2 separate regions of the Mus musculus genome follow, and region 1 is linked to region 2. The links are chromatin contacts, called in public HiChIP or PLAC-seq maps. All regions are on one chromosome and are shown on one strand. Each heading gives the region's core, a stretch centred on a gene start, on an enhancer-like site or on the middle of the called end of the contact. The rest is flanking DNA. Distances are from core to core; before and after follow the strand shown. Region 1 has its middle 33 kb from the start of Gm52501. Region 2 overlaps Arhgap21 (Rho GTPase activating protein 21).

Region 1 (3,261 bases), core at 674-3,173, 320 kb after region 2:
CCTCCTCCACTTTACAGATGCCACCCATATATTTTAAAATATAAGTGTTTTCCTGGATACATAAAACACATCCACTCGCTGACTCTGGCAAATGCCCAAATGAATTTTATGCAGTAAAGAACACGATTTATGAGTTAATTAAAATTATTTGGGTCATTTATAATCACTGTGAATTGAACTGAGCAGAATAAAAATAAAACTTGCCAAAATGGTAACTGTTTCTCTCTGCCTCACAAAATGGTAACTGTTTCTCTCTGCCTTGCAAAGCCCCCTAGCAAAGGTTTCAGTGCTCGCTTTCTAATCGGCCTGGAATCCAAGGGCTTGTTCTTGGCAGGCAGTGTAGTCTGGAGGGTTGTCATCTGCTCCTGTCTCCCTGATAAGTTTTCATTATGGAGAGCGGTGCCTGGCTGGGCACTGCACAGGGAGCTAGGTGAGGTGAGCATGCATTAGCTTCGCCATCCCCCTCCACACACTCCTCACCCTTCCTGCTAGAGCACTTCCTTAGTAACCATCCTTTGTTCTCACTGGTTACAATCTCCTTTATACTCATTCACACAAAAGGAGCACCTTCTTTTTTCCCTAAAAGTAGTTTATTCCAGGTTTTGATTATAAAATGAGTATGTATTTTAACGTAAAAAATTAAGAAAGACGAGGAAAGTTCAGCTCTTAGCAATAGCTCAGAGTTTGAGCCTTTGCTTTTTTTTTTTTAAGATGATTTTATTTTATGTATATTAGTACTTTGCCTAAAAGCATGTGTGTTCATGACCTGTGTGCCTGGTCTCCTAGTAGGCCAGAAGACAGGTTCAGTGAACTACCTTGTGGATGCTGGGCACTGAACCTGGTCCCTCTGGAAAAGCAGCCAGTGCTCCTGGAGACATGTCCTAGCCATATCTGCAGTCCCATAGAGCTTTACTAAAAAAAAAAAAAAAAAAAAAAAAAAAAAAAACCAAAAAACCTAATGAAGATCAGCCAGCTATAGTGATGCAGAGGGAGGAGGCTGCTGAGTTTCCATCAGCTTGGACTACACAGTAAGATCCTGTTTCAAAAAAACAAAAGTGATCTAGCTCAACTTGATCATTAGTTTTCCAATGTGCTAGTTTTCATTTAGTGTTTAATTTTGAAAATTAATTATCATTGTGTGTATGCGTGTGTGCGGGTCCAGTGTCACAGTGTATATGTGGAGATCGGAGGACAGCTTGGTCCTCGCCTACTGTTGGATTTGGGAATTGAACTCAGATCATCAGACTTGTGTGGCAAATGATTTTACTAGTTGAAAAGAGCTTTAGTAGCTGACCCAGCGAGTCATCTGAATCACCATTAGATTGTGATGATAAAGGATTCCTCATAACACATCCGGGAGTGTCGTCAGAGCTTATTCACTGTTTCCTTGGTAGGGAGCATCTGGTCTCCCTCTAGTAGTTAATGCCAAGTGAACACCTCTTCATGTACCCATGGGGCATGCTGATAGAGGATAACCCAAGAGGTGTCTCTGTTACATTAACTGAGGGAACTGGCTACATATAGCAGATACAGTTTTGAAAGGCAAAGGAGCTTTTGCTTCGTTCCCTTGTTTAAACCTTCAGTGTGGCCAAAGCCAGGCAGCAGGTGAGACAGATGCTGCAGGCCTGTCCTCAAATTGTCAGTCAGGTGAGATAGGAGCCTAGGGGAAAGCTGGCATGTTTGCTTTGTAAACTTCCTGACTTCTCTCTATACCACTTCAAATGCAAGACTGGCCCTACTGGGTGTACAGATTTGGTGTCCCTAACTGTGTAATGTGAACGCACAGAGGCCCTTCAGTGACTATTGAAGAGAGGGATCAATCTAGAAATTGAGCAGTCTCCAAAGACATGAAGTGAAACTTCTTCCACTATGTAGGGAAGCCTGACTGCTGTGGAAGTTCAGGTCCCTGTCTCCCTCTAGCGGTTGATCTGCACACTGGACCAGCAGGATGGCTGCCCTGCACAGACCAGAAGCCAAGATCAGTGGTGTCCTTAAATGCCCTTTGAAAATAATAGGAGCCGTGTTTTTGAAAGTGTCTTCCTCACTTCACAGAAGTTTCTGTCTTAAGCAGGCCATCTGTGTCTGCTTCTGCCACCAGGCATCAGTCAAGATTTTCTCCTTCAGGGAAGCACCTCAACTTCTTTTTAAAAATGAATTCAATAACCCACAGTGGGGGTTGTGGTGTGCGAGCTCACGTGTGTGTGTGTGTGTGTGTGTGTGTGTGTGTGTGTGTGTGTGTGTGTGTGTGTGTGAGAATAAAATAGCCATGGAGTTGACAATGCTCACATAAACTATGGAGGAACACACAAACATACTCTCACACATGCACATACATCACACACATGCTAAAAATTGTTTTCGCTTTTCATAAAATTGAAAGCATTAGGAAAACAATAAAAACCTGAAGAGATTTTAGGCTTCACTAGCAAGCCAGCTGCTTGCTTCAGGCTATGTCCAAAGTCTGTGTGAGAGTCTTTTCTCATAGTTTAGTCAATTGCCTCAGTTAGCCACAGCACCCTATATCTTTTATTGCCTTTTATTGAGTTCTTCATGTGCTTGCCATGTCTATAGCCAGGTGAGCAGCTTGGCTAAATGGAGGACCATCTATCTCCTCCCTGGCCTGGCCTGGCCTCCCTCCCACCCACTTCCTTCCCACCCACCTTTCCCCTCCCTATCTGTACTTCCTTCCCACTTCCTTTCTTCCCTTCTATCTGCCTATGTCCCGCCTTTCTAACTCCCTCCTTCTTATCTAAGGCAAACAATTGGAAAAACTGGCACAGATTTTCATATGTGTCTCCTTAGAGGACCTAATCCACTGACTTGTAACTTGGATTCCAGTCCTAGGCATGCAAACGAAGCAGCCGCTTCTTAGAAGAAAGACAGCTTCCTCTCCGCTGCTGCCATTGTGGCCATTGTGCTTGGCTTGTAATTTACAGCAAGTGCCAAACATAAAGTGAGAAACACTTTCCTTTTTGTCACTCTTGGTTCACCTGTCCAGTAAATGTTCTATTGCAGTTCCAACCACCTCCCTCACACCCACCTCGTTGGGATGAAAGCTGGCTATCCCAGCTTCTCAGTCTGTACTTGGCTAAGAACAGGCCATCTTTCAGGACTTAATGTGCAGCTGCAATGAGAGGGGGACAAATACATCCACCTCACCAGAATTACAATGAGGCGGTGCATCCAGGCTGTATGTCAACTGATGTCACGGTGGGCAAGGAAGGCGGTGACCTGTATGAGTGGTGTTTGTACTTCAGTCCA
Region 2 (2,938 bases), core at 97-2,596:
TTGACAAGATACTTTGACTGGTTACTTTGATGTGTGGTAAGATGAAACTCAACTCCATCTTATTCAGAAGAGTCAGCACACCAGGCCTCACAGATGCTGGCTCAAGGTGGCTATAGGAGCCATGCTGTTTGGATCGGAAGAATGTCCCCATCAATGGTTGCTGATGAGACTGGCTTGCTTTGCCTAACCTGTGGGGTGCAGTACTCTACGTTAAGCACCTTCATTCTTTCTAGGATTCTAGAATTTTGGTATATTCTAGGCAAAAGGCTTCCAGTTTAAAAAAAAAAAAGTCTCACCTTGAATGAGTGTCTCTGGTGCACTTTACACACGCACCATTAACAGTCAGTTGCTGAAGCAATTAAGCACATCCTGTGTGACTTCACCACAGGAGGACTCCTGGAAGCTGTGTGTGCTTTCCACTGACCTTTGTCCCAGCCTCCTTTCCTTTCCTCTTTGCTGATTTGCTTTGGTGTCTGTTACCTGTGATTGCCTACCAGAGCTGAATACTACAGATTCGGATCTGTGGGCCTCCTCATAAACCAAGGGATACGGGAGAGATTTCCAACACATTCCCCACCTCTGCAATGGACTCTAATCACTCTCCCCACCTCTGGCATTCCTTCTATGTACAGACCCCTCCCTTGAGTGTGGGCTGTACCTACTGATTAGCTTCTGAAGAATGAGATTCCATAAAGTGATGGAATGTCACTTCCAAGGTTAGAGTCCAAAACACTGCCACCTTTGTCTTGCCCACAGTCTCTGCTTCTCCCTTACATCTTCTTTATGAAACAAACTGCCATGTGGAAAACTGAACTGGCTCTGGAAAGGATCACATGGCACGAAACACAAAATTGAAGATGCCTTCCACCCAGCAGCCAGCTTGAGAACTAAGGTCTGTGTGAGGGGAGGGAAGAGGGGCTGGAAAGATGGTTCTCTCTGTTCTTGCCCAGATCCGGGGTTTGGTTCCTAGCACCCACATGACAGCTCGCAGCCATCCATAACTCCAGTTCCAGGGAATCTGACAGAATCTTCTTCTGGCCTCTGTAGGCACTAGGCGTTGCATGTGATTCATATACATGCATGCAAGCAAGCTCACACATTAAAAATAAGTAAAATGAAATCACCAGTTTTAACAAAGAAAAAAAATAACTACGGCTCTCAGCTTCATAGCCTCTGAAGTGAAGAGCAGGGATGAGCCTAGGAGCAGATCCTTCCCCAGGCAAACCAAGCACTAGGGCCAAGCAAGAAGCTTGGTTCTATTTCTATCCCACCAAGACACTGAGACAATAATCATTTTCCTAGTCACTGAGTTGGAGAGGTAATGAGCTACTCAAGCAATAAGGAAGTAACACTGTACCACACAACCTACCAAGCTCACACAGCAACTATGAGGCTATGACAGGGATCAGCAGGGATCTCTCAGGCAGTGAACCCTTGAAGAGATGAAATGAGCCCTAGGCTGCCCCTGCTTATAGCACACAAAGTTTGTAAGACCTGGGCACAGGGAACAAGAATCCAGGCAGGAAAGACTAAGTTCACAGGGCAGACGACTAAGTAACAGACCAGAAAGCCATGTAGATGCTCGGACGATGATTCTGTACCATACAAAGCCCAGGGTCAACAAGCCAGGGTGAATCTGCCTAAAGAAAGACCCTCTTAAAAGGATGGTGGCCAGTCCCTGGAGAGCAAGACTAGGAACAGAAGAGAGGGAAACCCAGTAAGTCATGGTATCCCAAGTAAAATACTCAGAGCACTGCCCACGAATGGAGAATTCACTCTGGGCTGCAAGTGATCTGCCCCACCTAATACAGGCTAGAAACAAGGCCAAGAAGAAAGAGGAAGGGCCTTTTATTTCCCAAGAACTAAAGACCCTTGCCAATCCCCACTGGCTTATGACAAGTTAGCTGTGGAGAGTAGTTGTAGGGATGGGAGAGGGAGAGGGTGATGGAGAGGGAGGCTCACATACACCACTGGGCAAGAGCTAAGAAGTCTGGCCAAAATGAGACTTCATATTAAACAGAGGTGTCAGAACTGTTACAGACGATCATGAGGGAAGGCTCAGGAACTGGGCATCAGGACTAGGACAATATATCACAAAAGAAAACAAGGGCTAACAGAATCAGCAAAGGAGTCAGAGGATAGTTCATTACCAATGTAGCTCCAGTCTGCCTCTTCAGGACAGCAAGCACGAAGAATGAAGATACAGCCCTGTGACAGAGCAATGGGGGTGGGGGTGGGGGTGATCACAGAAAACAACAGGGGCACAATCAGAATGGTTCCAAAGGCCTAAGCCAGAAATGAAAGAAAAGGGAAATAAAACACATTGTTCCTGAATGACCCAACCTTAGCTTCCATCTGCTCCAAAGGATGAGGGAAGGGTCACAGGAGAGGCAACGCCAAGGACACTGTTGTGCGGAGGTGGCTGCAGGGCCAATGGTACATAAGTGGACAAAGTTGTAAAGTGGTCTGTGATGGAAGAGAAAGGAACAGATGTGTGCAGCAAGATGAATAGAAGAGAGATTTGCTGTCCTTGTGTTCCGAGCCATGCTTTCTCCTCCCTGCTGTGATTACTGACTTAGTCTACAGCTCTGAACATGCTACTTCTTAAACATTCTGAATGCACCTTTGTGGCTTCTACCTCGAAGCCTGATGAGTTATTGAGCCCAATTTTCTTCAACCAAGAGAAAATACAGTATAAGCCAAGCATATACTTCATTTAGACAGAAATATTCTCAGGCCTTTGGCCGATAAATGTATAAGTGCTGCATTTGCTTGTGTTTGCGTAACTGCAAGAAAATCAAGTCCTTCACTCTTTAATGGACGTTCATTCCACGAGAAGAACTTCCCACCCATTTTCTCAACTCAAGGCCATTGGGAAGCTGCCTCATCGACCACCACTTAACCATTTACCATGATATAAAGCAGAATCAAGTCATCA

What was found. HiChIP or PLAC-seq counts read pairs in DNA pulled down with a chosen protein or histone mark.
Region 1: a contact with region 2 is called in an HNF4G HiChIP or PLAC-seq map of pancreatic cancer cells. The contact joins two enhancer-like sites. A contact is called at or near these places in 11 of 115 datasets of contacts at active chromatin or transcription factors (acute myeloid leukemia, bone marrow-derived dendritic cells, embryonic basal ganglia and 7 more) and 3 of 9 other capture datasets (adipose tissue, embryonic stem cells and pancreatic islet).

The regions. Positions count from the first base shown.
Region 1 is chr2:21,259,893-21,263,153 of GRCm38.p6, forward strand. No RefSeq gene overlaps it. Among named protein-coding and RNA genes, the nearest start is that of Gm52501, 33 kb to the left of the region's middle. Within about 2 kb of position 1,924, at least 43 of the 459 cell types and tissues checked have an H3K27ac peak or open chromatin away from gene starts, as enhancers often do. A contact at or near this core is called in pancreatic cancer cells and pancreatic islet, where this site is marked.
Region 2 is chr2:20,936,380-20,939,317 of GRCm38.p6, forward strand. All of the region lies in intron 1 of Arhgap21 (Rho GTPase activating protein 21), which reads right to left. Among named protein-coding and RNA genes, the nearest start is that of Arhgap21, 30 kb to the right of the region's middle. Within about 2 kb of position 1,347, at least 53 of the 459 cell types and tissues checked have an H3K27ac peak or open chromatin away from gene starts, as enhancers often do. A contact at or near this core is called in pancreatic cancer cells and pancreatic islet, where this site is marked.